Linked DNA regions of Mus musculus: region 1 is linked to region 2. The links are chromatin contacts, called in public capture Hi-C maps. All regions are on one chromosome and are shown on one strand. The core of a region is the stretch at or near the end of the contact, and the rest is flanking DNA. Distances in the headings are between cores, read along the strand shown.

Region 1 (6,847 bases), core at 788-3,287, 490 kb before region 2:
CAGAAAAACAAAAACAAAACAAAAAAAACCCAAAAAAAACAAAAAATAATAAAGTTAATAATTTCACGAATACAGAAAAAGCATTGGAAGGCATGTGGTTAGACAGGTTATTGATTGTTGGTTCCTTTGCTTGTGGATATGGGTTTTTTTTTGGCGGATCTGGGAGAAGGGACAGTCTTTTGGTTTTGTTTAGCCTTATTTTGTGTTTGCCCCGTCAAACCCTGGCTTTAACGTGTTAATAAAACTGACTAAATATGACCAGCTGATCTCCACAGCCTCTGACTTTCAGCTGCCTTTCCATGCAGTGCCTGGACTAAAAAGAGCCTGTTTTGCCTAGGTGACAACAGGGAGAGTTGCTCCCAGCAGGACACAGCCTGAGGAGGGCCCCTCAGCCAGATCTCCCTTAGGACTGGGGACCAAGTAAGTTCATCATCCCATTCCTGGGACACAGACTACTGCTTCACAAGGTACTCAGCGATCTCATAACAGACAGTTGGGCTTGCTCTTGAGAGAGAGGAATTTAATGCCTGCCATCTGTGTGGGCAAGCTCAAGGGCTCCCAAATCAAACCAGCAGGGTTTGAGAGAAAGCTACCTAATAACCAACATGCACATTTCTGAAAACCAAGGCCTACCAATCAGGATATTAATTCTCCACACCCCCACTTGCCTTATATCATTTGAGAAAGCATCTCATGTAGCCCAGGCTAGCCTCAAAATCATGACATAGCTGAAGATAACCTTGAGCTTTGGCTCTCTGGAGTGCTGGGATGTCAAGAATTTGCTACCATACCTGACTTTATATCTTTCTGGCAATAAAAACCCAGAGCTTTAAGCATGCTCAAATGCTCCACCAACTGAGCCACATCCCCAGCCCTCCTTGACTTACTTATTGATCATCATTGGGAAGCAAATCCTTGAACGCTAATTGGAAAGAGTCCCTATCAATGATAAACAAAGACACAGCTATGTACGACTTAGACATAAAATTGTCCCACCTGGGTGAATTTCGGGCAAGGGGAGAGCTCTATCATACAGTCAGGGGCAGACTTCTCAGAGAAGGGAACTATCAAGGAAATGCATTTACCTGTCAAAGGCAGAGTCAGTCCCACAGTGAGGGAAGAGAGCGGGAGTGGGAACAAATGCTACTGAGTTGAATTCCTCAAGCACTGGAAACTCCAGCACTGCATAGGAGACGAGGGAAGGCGGGGGAAACTATATATATTTAGCCGAGTGTGGTAGTGTAATCTTACACTTGGGATGCAGAGGCAGGCAGATATCTGTGAGTTTGGGGCCAGCCTGGTCTACAGAGTGACTTCTAGGACAACCAAGGCTACACAGAGAAACCCTGTCTTGAAAAAAACAAAATAAATAAATAAATAAATAGAAATTTAAAATAAGAAAGAAAAGAAAAAATTAAAAGCAGTTGTAGTTGGGTTTGTTGTTGTTGTTTGTCTGTCTGTCTGTTTTTTTGTATTGTCTGTCTGTCTGTGTTTTTGTATTGTGTTGCTTTTGAGACTGGATTTCACTCTGTAGTCCAGACAAGCCCAGAATTCACTTTGTAGCCCAGGGTAGCCCATGGTGATCCTCCTACCTCAGCTCAAGTGCTGGGCTTACAGGGAAAGTATCACACTCAGCTGTTTTTCTTTCAGAGTCTGGCTTTCCCCCAGCAGTGATTTTTTTCTCTGTCTCAGGGTTAGGAAGGAAGGACAAAGGCTCTGTAAAGTAGGGCCATGCATGCCCTTGGTCTGGTAAGTTTGGAGGGCCATCTTGGAGTCCCTCTGAAATAGTTTTTAAAACACTTCCTCCAGTTTGTTGGCCTTGTAAGGGTGTGGCAGACATGCAGATGAATGTCACACAATGCTCCCAAGGCTAAGCGAGGAGCATGGCCACTCCAGGACCTCAGGAGGAAGCGAGTCACTCCAAGAGCAGTAAAAGAAGTCAAAGGGGAGGTGGGACTGGGGTAAACTGTGCCCTGGAGACCTTGCCTTGCCCCTCCTGCCCTGGAGACAGGAATTCACAGCAACCACTGCAGCCCTCGCTCCTCCCTACGAGGATTTGCAGTAGAAATCAGAAGTGTAACAGAAAACCACAGACACAAGGGGATATGGGGCAGGCAGGAGTTTTAACTGGCTGATAATTATGGGGAACCAATACCAGCTTTGCCTGGGGTCCTGAGCACCCCTCTCCCTCGAGTGTTTCAGAAGCTTTTGGGTAAGAAGTTTGGGAGGTTATCCCTCACCAAAGGCACTGGGCAATGCCCCCGGCCAAATGAAGCCCAGGCCACCCAGATGTGTTGGAATCCCTCCTCACTGTAAAATCCTTCCATCCCAGAAGACTTCCCTCTCAGGAAATCAAAATCCAAGCCACGCCTTTGGGGAACAGAGCCTCCAAGGAAGGCAGAGAATCACTCCCCTGAAAACCAGTCTCCCAGGGGAGGAGGCAGGCCTGGGGCCCAGGTGTCTTTCCAGAAAACAAGGACCATCTAGAGGGTCTGAGGTGGCAGGGGAGCAGGCCCGAGGGAATGTTAGCAGGTAATTTAGGGAAGGGCTTCGCAGTCTCCATGCTACTTCTGAGGCAAGGAGACATCAACAATGAAGGTATAAACGAAACGGCTTGGGATTTATTTTTCTCGGGCACATAATACTTGTACATATTTATGGTCACACTGGGAAGATCTCTCTTAGGACTAGTGTACCATTTCCATTTCCTCAAACCTTGCTTTTCATTTGTTTACTTATTTATTTTTCTTTTGGGGCTTTGTTTGTTTTTGTTTGTCTGTCTTAGCTTGTGTTGAGACAGGGTCTCATGTAGCTCAGGCTGGCCTCAAACGAGTTAAATGGCAGAGGATGATCTTGGACTCCTGCTCCCCTGCTCCCCCACCTCCTAACTGCTGGGATTACAGGCCACCAGTCTACTTCCAGTTTGTTTTACTTATGTATCTATGTGTTTGCCTATCGGGAAGTTCTCAACAACTGAGAAAAGTCCCCAGCCCATTTTTTACTTTTTATTTTGAAATAGGGCATCATTAACTGGCCCAAGCTTGCCTTGAACTGTCTCTGTATCTGTATCCCAGGCAGCCCTTGAATTTGAATCTTCCTGAATAGCTTGGAGTGTCATGCCTGGCTCTTTTGATTTTTATTTGTTTTATTTGTCTTTGACACAAAGAAGCATGTAACACAGGCTGATTTTGAACTAGGTTGCAGAGACTAGTTTTTAATTCCTTAAGCCTCAGGCCTTTGAACCTCAGCCTCCTCCATGATGGGATTACACATGCGCATCACCAGCCACCAGATCTGGTTTTTCTTTTCTTTTCTTTTCTTTTCTTTTCTTTTCTTTTCTTTTCGCTTCGCTTCTCTTCTCTTTCTCTTTCTCTCTCTTTCTCTCTCTCTCTCTCTCTCTCTCTGTTTGTTTTTTCAAGACAAGGTTTCTCTGTGTAGTCCTGGCTGTCCTGGAACTCACTCTGTAGACCAGGCTGGCCTCAAACTCAGAAATCCGCCTGCCTCTGCCTCCCAAGGGCTGGGATTAAAGGCATGCGCCACCACTGCCTGGCTGTTCTTCTTCTTCTTTTTTTTAAAATCGAGGTTCTAATTCACTGTAAAGGATTACATATTAAACTGTTCTGTCTCGGTAGTCTACTCAGAGGAAGTGAGCAAGTAGGTCCTCTACATGTTCTGGGATAGAGCTGGGATTGGAAATTCAGGTCAACGACCTCCTTAATTCCTCTTCTTAGAGTTCAGCCAGACTGGAGTGTGGAAGCCCGGATTCCACACATTCTGCCTTTTAAGCACAGACTGCTACTTTTGACACAGAACACATGGGGAGGAGTGTAGCAGTCTGCTCAAGGTGTAGAAGGGACCTGGAGCCAATTCTCTGCCCAGTACCAGTAAGACAGGGATGCTAAGTTCACTCACAAGCTGGCAATGCCTTGGCCGCAACTGGTGGTCTCAGATGCTTACAGGGGACCTTGACCTGCAATAGCTACAGCCTGGGAGGAAAGGGCAGGGTATACATTTGATGAGAGATACCGGCAGAAAGGGCACAGCAGTATGCTCCCCCAAAGGAGGCTTTGGGTCTTCTTAGAAAATGAAGAGAGGCCTCAGTCCCCGTCAACCTTTGTCAACCTTTGTCCCTGATGGAGCAAGGAAGATGGCTTAGTTAGAGTTTCTATTGATGCAACAAAACACCATGACCAAAGCAACTTGGGGAGGAAAGGGTTTATTTCTGCTTACACTTCCATATAAATGTTCATCATCAAAGGAAGTCAGGACACCAACAGGGAAGGAACCTGGAAGCAGGAGCTGACTCAGAGGCTATGGAGAGGTGCTGCTTACTGCTTTCTCCTTATGGCTTGCTCAGCGTGCTTTCTTATAAAACCCAGGATCACCAGCCCAGGGATGACACCACCTATGGGCTGGGCCCTCCCTTACTGATCACTAATTGAGAAAACGCCTTGCAGCTGGATCTCATGGAGGCATTTCCTTAACTGAGGCTCCTTCTCCGATGACTCTAGCTTGTGTCAAATTGACACAAAGTAGACAGTACAGAAGAGGAAGCTGCTTTATTGTTTATTTATTTAATTAGTTTGTTTGTTGCAACAAGGGCTCACTCTGTAACCATCTAGTCTGGAACTCACTATGTACTTAATGACATCACACTTTTGATAATCTTCCTGCAGTAGTTGATATTATAAGCATAAACTACCTGTTTTATTTTCTTTCTTCTTCCTTCCTTCCTTCCTTCCTTCCTTCCTTCCTTCCTTCCTTCCTTCCTTCCTTCCTTCCTTCCTTCCTTCCTTCCTTCCTGAGACAGGGTTTCTCTGTGTAGCCCTGGAACTCACTCTGTAGACCAGCTGTCCTCAAACTCACAGAGATCTGCCTGCCTCTGCCTCCTGAGTGCTGGAATTTAAAGGAGTGGGACATCACTGCCTAGGGCCCTTTTCTGTTTTGTTTTGTTTCTTTATTATTATTACTTTTTGTAAGGAGGGCAATGTCTCACTATGAAGTTCTGACTGGTCTAGAACTGGCCTTGAGGCAATCCTCCTGCCTTTGCCTCCTGAGTGCCAAGAATGTTCTATTATGTCTGACTCCTGACCTGAACTTCTAGCCTCGTGCATGCCAGGCAAACACTATACCATGAAGAAGCATTTCTTTTCTTTCTTTTCTTTTTCTTTTTTAAAAGTAACATCTCTAAGCTAAGCAAGCTGATGGGTGCCTGCAGTTCTGTCTACTTCAGAGACTCAAGTAAAGCTATCATTTGAGCCCAGGAGTTGAAGGCCAGCCTGGGCAACATAGTGAGACTTTGTTTCAAAGAAAACTAAACCGTGTGTGTGTGTGTGTGTGTGTGTGTGTGTGTGTGTGTGTGTGTGTAGGAGTATGTGCACTTGTGAGTTCAGGTACCCAAAGAGTCCAGGAGGAATTGGATCCCATGGAGTTGGAGTTACAAGCAATTGAGAAATAACCATGCGGGTGCTGAGAACTAAACTCAGGTCCACTGCAAGTGCAAGAAGTATTTGTTTGTTTGTTTGTTTGTTTGTTTGTTTATTTATTTATTTATTTATTTATGTTTTTCCACACAGGGTTTCTCTGTGTAGCCCTGGCTGTCCTGGAACTTACTCTGTAGACCAGGCTGGCCTTGAACTCAGAAATCCACCTGCCTCTACCTCCCAAGTGCTGGAATTAAAGGTATGCGGCACCACACCTGGCTAGGAAGTACTCTTAAGTGCTTAACCATCTTCCTGGTACCTAGAGGACAACTTTCCAGAGTAGGTTCTTGCCTTTCACCATGAGCCCTATGGATTAAACTCAGGTTGATAACTTCCTTGTAAGGCAAGTGCTGAACAACTTCATCAGTCCAGAAATAACTTTTTAAGGAGGGTGGTGTGACTCAGTAGTTAAAGGCACTGCATTTGACCCCAGAGAGGTCGATCAGATGGCTCAGTGGGTAAGGTGCTTCTTCTAATCCTGATGGATGACTTGAGTTCTATCCCTAGGACCCACTTAGTAGAAGGAGAGAACTAACTCCTACAAGCTGTCCTCTGATCTCCACATGTGTGCTGTGGCACTCATATACCCTTTACACACAAAACAAATACATAAAAATGTAATGATTAGAGCTGGGTGGTGGTGGCCACATCTTTAAATCCCAGCACTTGGGAGGCAGAGACAGGTGGATCTCTATGAATTCAAGGCCAGAGTAAGTTCCAGGATAGCCAGGGATACATAAAGAAACCCTGCTTTCAAAAAGAAAAAATAAAAAAGATGTAATAATTAAAAAGCAACATCAAACATAACAAACCTCTTGTACCCATTAGGTGTTTGTTACCCCAGGCCTTAGACATCTTTTTGGACGTTTCATGGAAATGCAGTCACATACTGTGCCGGCTGTTTGTGACTGACTTCTTTCACTTTACACAAAGTTTCCAGTGGTCGCCTATGCTGTAGCATGTGTTTGTGCTTTTTATTGCTCAATAATATTCCAGTGTATGGACATACCACGTTTATTTCATTCATTCAGCAATTTGGACACTTAAGTTTTTCTACTTTATGGCTATTCTGAATAGCCTGAATATTCTGAATAGTTGCTTTATCAGCAAGATAAAGATGTGTGCAAGTTTTTGTGTGTCAGGGTGGGATTTCTTAGTTAACTACTAACAAACATTTATTAACTGCCTGTTGTGCACATAGCATGGGATTAAAGGGAAGTTGAATATACTCAGTATTAAAGTAAACACAAATACATTTTTAAACTAAATATCTAGAGGACTGGCAAGATGAGGCAGTGGGTGAACGCTTGTGGCACTAACAGGAGGGCCTAACTTTGGATTCTAGTACCTGTGTTAGCTTACAG
Region 2 (7,276 bases), core at 4,488-6,987:
GGAGTCAGTGCTGCACTTTCTTCTCCTAAAAGTGTATTTATTTTCATTAAAAAAAAAAAAAAAAAGCCGGGAAGTTGGCGCACGCCTTTAATCCCAGCACTTGGGAGGCAGAGGCAGGTGGATTTCTGAGTTCGAGGCCAGCCTGGTCTACAGAGTGAGTTCTAGGACATCCAGGGCTACAGAAAAACCCTGTCTCAAAAAACCAAAAAAAAAAAAAGTACAGCTGCAAAAACGTGTTCTGCTTTTTTGAGGGGAGCAGGGAGCAGTGCTGGGGCTCAGCCTGGAGCTCTGCGTGTAATAGGCAAGTGCTCTACTACTGTGCTACATCTCTAGCCCTACATGCTCCATTTCTTTTGACATTACCTTTGAGTAAATTGAACAGAGCACAGGAATCTAAGACAACTTTAATCTCTGGCAGTCTGCATCCAGCTGGTGGGTAGTAATGGTACTAGCTAGGACTGCAGACACTGCTCAGTTTCTCTTGTCTCCAGACTTTTGCACACAATTTCCTCAGTGGGAAATAAAAATGCCTTTCTGTGTCCTACTTACTTTCCACCTTCTTTCTCTTGTGCTGCCTAAGAGCATGGTGCTCTTACATGAAGCTCTGACAGCTGGAATTACTGCCTTGTGACTTACAGGCCATGCTCCTTTATGCTAGTATCTGTTACTTGAAGAATCTATTGGGAGACTTCCAAAATCATAAGAGATTTTATATTTCTTTTTATTTACACTACCTTACCCAAAATAAATTTCACAGGATAACTGTGTGCTGCTTTCACCCTAGAAATCCGTAAGGATCCTGTAAGAAAGCTTTGAGGACAAACAGCCATTTTCATGGCTATCCATGACTTGAATATACTCAAGTCTTCATTTCTATCTCACTCCTACAACAAAACTACTGCTCCAACCTACAGAGTATCCACACTCTAGCCCAAGCTAGCCTGGGGTTCACTAGGTGTCCCAAGCATGCTTCAAACTTACAGCAATCTTCCCGCCTTCACCTTTTTAGCAGTTATTTCTCTTATTGCTGAAATAAAATACTCAACAAAAGCAACTTAAGGAAGGGTGGATTTACTTGCGTTCACAGTTCAGGGGTATAGTCTTTATGGTATAGGAAAGTCCAGGGGTATAGTCTTTATGGTATAGGAAAGTTCAGGGTATACTCTTTATTGTATAGGAAAGTTCAGGGTATAGTCTTTATGGTATAGGAAAGTTCAGGGTATAGTCTTTATGGTATAGGAAAGTCCAGGGGTATAGTCTTTATGGTATAGGAAAGTTCAGGGGTATAGTCTTTATGGTATAGGAAAGTTCAGGGGTATAGGCTTTATGGTATAGGAAAGTTCAGGGTATAGTCTTTATGGTATAGGAAAGTTCAGGGTATAGTCTTTATGGTATAGGAAAGTTCAGGGGTATAGGCTTTATGGTATAGGAAAGTTCAGGGGTATAGGCTTTATGGTATAGGAAAGTCCAGGGGTATAGTCTTTATGGTATAGGAAAGTTCAGGGGTATAGGCTTTATGGTATAGGAAAGTCCAGGGGTATAGGCTTTATGGTATAGGAAAGTCCAGGGGTATAGGCTTTATGGTATAGGAAAGTTCAGGGTATAGGCTTTATGGTATAGGAAAGTTCAGGGTATAGTCTTTATGGTATAGGAAAGTTCAGGGGTATAGTCTTTATGGTATAGGAAAGTCCAGGGGTATAGGCTTTATGGTATAGGAAAGTCCAGAGGTATAGGCTTTATGGTATAGGAAAGTCAGGGTAGCAGGAACTTGAGGCAGCTGGTCACACTCTTTCAGGAAGCAGAGAGCAGCAGAAACTATTGTGCATTTCACAGCCTATGTGCCACCTACTCAGAGTTAAGGTAAATCTTCCCATCTTAGTTAACCTAACCTAAGTAATCCCTTACACGCATACCCAGGGGCTTAGATAATTTAGATGAACCACCACAGACATACCTTCTAGGTCAATGATTTTCAACCTGTGAGTTGTGACCTCTTTGGGAGTTGAATGACCCTTTATAGGAGTTACATATCAGATGTCTTGCATATCAGATATTTACATTCCAATTCACAACAATAGCAGAATTACAGTTATGAAGTTAACAACAACAGTAATTTTATGGTTGGGGGTCACTACAAGATGAGGATATATTAAAGGATTGAAGCATAAGGAAGGTTGCAAACCACTGTTCTAGCTGATCCTATCAAGTTGATTAACTATCACAGCCTCTTAAGTGCTGGGAATACAGACGTGAGCCACCAAACCTGGCTCTGCTTTTAGCAAATTCTATGCTAAAAGAATATGTACCTTCTTGGTATATTTTATCTCTGGCAAAGCCTTATTTTAAGCTGAAAGCAACTGAACAAAGCAGGATAGGGTGAGTTTTCTATGTTCCTCCCCACTACCTGAGAACAAAATATAAAGTCCCTTTTAAAAAGTGCCCCCCATCCCGGTCTCTTGCCAGGATGAGGAGAGAACAATCTCAATGTAGACACGAGGACCTAACAAAAGAGGGTACACAAGCAAACCACACTATCTAGCCCTCATCTACCAGCGGTTTCCACATCTGTCTTCTCACAGTACCCACTTAGCCTTGTAGCTCTAAGGCTTTTCTTTTACCTTGTCACTTGGCTACAAATATACTGGTTGGTGTTAAACTGTGCTGTAAGTCTGAATTCTAACTACCCTGTTCAGTTAGTCACCTCTTAATGCACATAGCATGTGCGTATTAAAGACCCACTGCTTGTTAATAATCTTTTGTTTGCTTCTCTTTCATTAATATCTTCTATTGCTGTAAGTTACAGGCCAAGCGAGTGAACCTGAGATGGGCAGAGAAGGTTTCCTTCCCTACACTATCTGGAAGTGTAACAGTATAAAGTATTAAGTGTGCAGAACTGTCTTCCCACTGGAACAACTGACTATGTGAGCTAGCACCTGCTGGATCATTTTCTTGGCTAAATGTTGTGAACCGCCACACAAAGGAAGTGAAAGTAGATACAAGTGATGAAGCAACTGAGAAAAAAAATCATCTAGTTTGTACTATATCTCAGAAATGGGAGGGGAAATTTTCATCCAATTTCCTGCTAACATCTAAGAAAGTTCTTACCAAGCCACACTTAAATTTTATTAAAAATTAACCCAATGACCAAGGGTTAATTGGGTTATGTTAAGGGTTCACTAGGGGTTGGCAGAGGAGCTCAACAGAAACTGGAGGAGCCAAGCTTAACAAGCAACACTGGAGAAGTCAATTAGCAAATTCCTAACATAGGCCGAATAGCAAGAAGTGTGTAAGAAAAGAACATGGGTATTTTCAAACATGGAAGAACTCAAAACTCAGCTCTCTTTTACCCTCCACAAAAAATTATGATTGAAGTGTGGGAGGATAAGCTTTAGCAATTTTAAGGAGAAAAATAACAAAAAAAGAAGAGGGGGTGAGAAAATAAGAGACTAAAAAGACAAAATTGTGAAATCAGTTACCTGATGGTGTGGATTCGAATAGCTGCACAGAAGAAGTGCAGACAGGACCTGAGGCCACTAAAAGAAACAGGCAAGGGTTGTTGCCAGTTCTTTCTACCACAAACCTGATGCAAAGTTTAGGGGTTTCATTTTTGTGCTTACAAGAAGGATCAAGCATCCTCCTGCCGCTACTTCTCAAGTGGCTGCTAGATGTTCAAATATCTATTCTGTTTTAAAGGACCCTTCCTATGTATAGAGAAAGATCTTTTTCTGACATTCCTGGTGCACATGCAGTCACTGTGAAGAGCTGTTTGGGTATCACTCTCGCAATCTTAAAACGTTAGGTAGTTTTTGACCTAATGATTTCACCTTTAGGATTCACCCCACTGATATACCAAATATATGTTCTAAAAGCATGCCATGTGTTTTAGGTCTCTGCCACCATTGTTTGTTGGTTGTGACTGTAAATTACTGACTAAGCAGTTACTTGTCACTCAGGAAGTACTTTCAACACCAATATGCACAATGTAAGCCTTTGAGCCCCCAAAATATAAATTTCGTAAGTATCACCATTTATTTTTGGGTTTCCTGGTTCTGAAAGATAGCTTATAACAGTTATTTTACCCCAAATAGTGACAAGGTTCTAACATGCAAAAGAATAAGACATATTAGCTGTATCTCTGAACAGCTGAAACGGGTTTTGTGTGTGTGTGTGTGTGTGTGTGTGTGTGTGTGTGTGAGGACTGAAACAGCCAGCTAATGGAGAGCCAAGGGGAGAAGCATTCTTTGTTCTCAATTTGGCCCCTTCTACTTCTCCACACTTACCTTCCCCTAGGGAGGTAGCATACAAGCACCCACTGGTTTACTCAATGTTAGCTATATTTTGTTGACATGGCAACAGAAATACACATAAAGGAAGGCACAAAAAGGGTTATTTGCTTATAATTGGTTCAAACTCTTCCCATTCAGGAGAAAAGACTTTAAATAAGCACACAAGACTTTGATAAAGACTAGATAGAGAAGACTTTTCTAGTACAAAGCTAAGAGAGGAACCAGGCACTGCTGTGTGCTGTTGCACCTCTCACTTCCGTAGCTTGTTGCTGAGTGATCCCAAATTACAGAACTGAGTAATGGTTTCAATTATGTTTCTGAAAGAGTTCACACCTTCAGATCTCAAACTAACAGGGCTATTTCAACATTCTGGCTTTTATAAACTAGTGCCAAGAGGAAGTTTCAGGGATCAAGAGTGAATACACCCAAGCTAAGAAGTATGTCTTTAGAACATAACTAGAAACATAATATGTGGGGGGCTATTTTAAGCCCACCACCATCCTGTTATAAAATGAATATCCTTAAAAAAAGCTTTAAGCACATACACACACACATACATAGGCACACACACATAAACACACAGACATACTCATATAGATACATAGATATATACACAGATACACACAAGCACAGACACCCATACACAGAAACACATACACACAGAGACACACAGAGAGATACACAGGCATACACATAGCCCTCCTGAAATAGACATAGACATACATATACACACACAGACACACACACACACACATACACGCACACAAACATGACACATGCAGAGAGGGTATAAGAAGAAAAGAGACACAGATTAACTTAACAGTAAAAACAAAAACAAAGCCTTGAGTGCTAGCTCTTCCTTTTCTTTTGTTTTTTGGAGACAGGGTCTCACTTTGTAATTCTAGCTGGCCTCAAAATTATAATGTAAACCAGGGCATCCTTGAACTCCCAGAAATCTGCCTGCTTCTGTCTCCTAAATGCACAGGCACATGTGTAGGAAAAATACTCATACACATAAAAATAAGAAATTAAAATAAAAGAGCCCTATTATCTAAAAAAATCTCAACTGTCATATATTAACCTGATTCTAAGTTTATATTATAAATAGTAATTGAACACACTAAGCCTTTCTTTTACCTATTCAGGATCAACTCAGGACTTTAGGCGTGCTAATAACAAGTGAGCTATTTCCTCAGCCTCTAGTCTTGATTTTGATTGAATCTAACTACACAGCTCAAAGGCTGGACTGGACTTGCTATACGGCACAAGCTGGTCTCAAAATCAAGATCCTTTTACCTTAGCCTCAGAAGTTCTGATTACAGATGAATACCACCATACACAGTCATAAATCTAAATATTTTTATTGCTATTCTTCTTGATGTGACCAGTTCTTATGTAGCCCAAGCCAGCTTCTAATTTACTGTAGCCAGGGATGACCTTGAACTTCTGACCCTCCTGCCTCCACCTCCCCAGTGCTGGGATTGTCTTATATGGTGCCAGGGATAGAACCCAGGGCTTTCTGTATACAAGGCAAGCATTTCTTGAGACAGGCTGGCTTCAAACTTGCTGTGTAGCCAACGATGGCTGACCTATAATTTCTGATCCTCCTAAGCCCATCTCCCAAGTGCTATGTTATAGAAGTGCACAATCACACCAGGTCTTACGTGGTGCAGGGGTTTGAACAACACATTCTACCAACTAAGCTGTAGCCTTAGCACCTTTTTATCTTTGTGTGAGAAAAGCAGCTTGTGTAGCCCAGACTCGACTAGTGAGTCTCTTGCTTCCATGTTACAGCTTGCGTATGAAATGGCCCCAGCCGGCTCATTTATTGCAGGTATGGATGTCAGCTGATGAACTTTTAGAAAGGGGCCTGATCTTCTCTTCCTCCTCCTTTTTTAGTTGACTGTGGGCCAATCATTTGTTTACTTTAATTATTATTAATAGTAGTCGCTTTGTGTGTGTAGATCAGAGTACAACTTTTAAGATTTGGTTTTCTTCTTCCTCTGAAATCCAGAGGTCAAACTCAGGCTTTCAAGTTAGCACAGCCTTCTAAGCCATAAAAAGTGACCTGGTCAATTACTCTTCATTAAACTCAGAATATCATGGCATTGTTGAGAAATGGTAAAATGGGGGAGATTTAGTTGAAGGAGTGGTCAGTGGGAGGGTGGCCTCTTGAGCTGTGTCTCACTTGTGGTCCTAAGCTTTTCTGCTTCCTGTTCCTCATTCTCAGTGAACGGCTTTGCCACTGATCCAGAAACAGAGCCAATGGGCTGAAATCTCAGACAGGGAGCCAAAATAATTAATTCTTCACGTTAAATTGTCCTCTTTTGTATTGTGGTCACAGCTATGCAAGAGGAAGTAAAATAAAACAAAACAAAATGAATTGGCAAGACAAGTGTGTACCACCGTACTTGGCTTATTTCTTTAAATTCCAAGAAGTAGAATTCTAAGAGAAAAGAAATAATATTCTCTATTGCCAATGTGCATACCAGAAAAGTACCAACTTATATTCTCATCATCATGAATAAAAACTGCTCATCTCTATATTCCTTTGTCTACGTAGGATGTTATAGATTTTAAAAATATTCATGTCTTGAGAGGCTGGAGAGATGGCTCCGTGGCTAAGAGCACTGGCTGCTCTTCCAGAGGACTTGGGTTCAATTCCCAGATCCCACGCTGGCTCCGGACTCAAGGGAACCTCCATAGGCACTGGGTATGCACACAGTGTGTGTGTGTGTGTGTATGTGTGTGTGTGTGTATGTATATATGAGAGAGCAGGCAAAACATTCATACCCATAAAACAAAATTTTAAAAACTTTAAATATAGGATTCTAACAAGTGCAAGAAGGGGTTTCCCCGCTCTTGCTCATCTCCTATGTGGAGGTTAACTTTTATGATTCAGTTATGAAGTCTGGATTTTATACCATTACTGATGACTCCTTTCAACGTTTTCATGATCTTACTTTTAAAATACGTTATTCAATATGAAG

What was found. Capture Hi-C pulls out chosen DNA fragments and counts their contacts.
Region 1: a contact with region 2 is called in a capture Hi-C map of embryonic stem cells, with 5 times the contacts expected there. The contact joins two enhancer-like sites. A contact is called at or near these places in 2 of 115 datasets of contacts at active chromatin or transcription factors (embryonic basal ganglia and microglia) and 1 of 9 other capture datasets (embryonic stem cells).

Annotation. Positions count from the first base shown.
Region 1 is chr6:30,316,276-30,323,122 of GRCm38.p6, reverse strand. The region is part of intron 1 of 1700095J07Rik (RIKEN cDNA 1700095J07 gene); the gene reads right to left. Among named protein-coding and RNA genes, the nearest start is that of 1700095J07Rik, 15 kb to the right of the region's middle. Within about 2 kb of position 2,037, at least 40 of the 459 cell types and tissues checked have an H3K27ac peak or open chromatin away from gene starts, as enhancers often do. A contact at or near this core is called in embryonic stem cells, where this site is marked.
Region 2 is chr6:29,824,717-29,831,992 of GRCm38.p6, reverse strand. All of the region lies in intron 1 of Ahcyl2 (S-adenosylhomocysteine hydrolase-like 2), which reads right to left. Among named protein-coding and RNA genes, the nearest start is that of Ahcyl2, 60 kb to the right of the region's middle. Within about 2 kb of position 5,737, at least 73 of the 459 cell types and tissues checked have an H3K27ac peak or open chromatin away from gene starts, as enhancers often do. A contact at or near this core is called in embryonic stem cells, where this site is marked.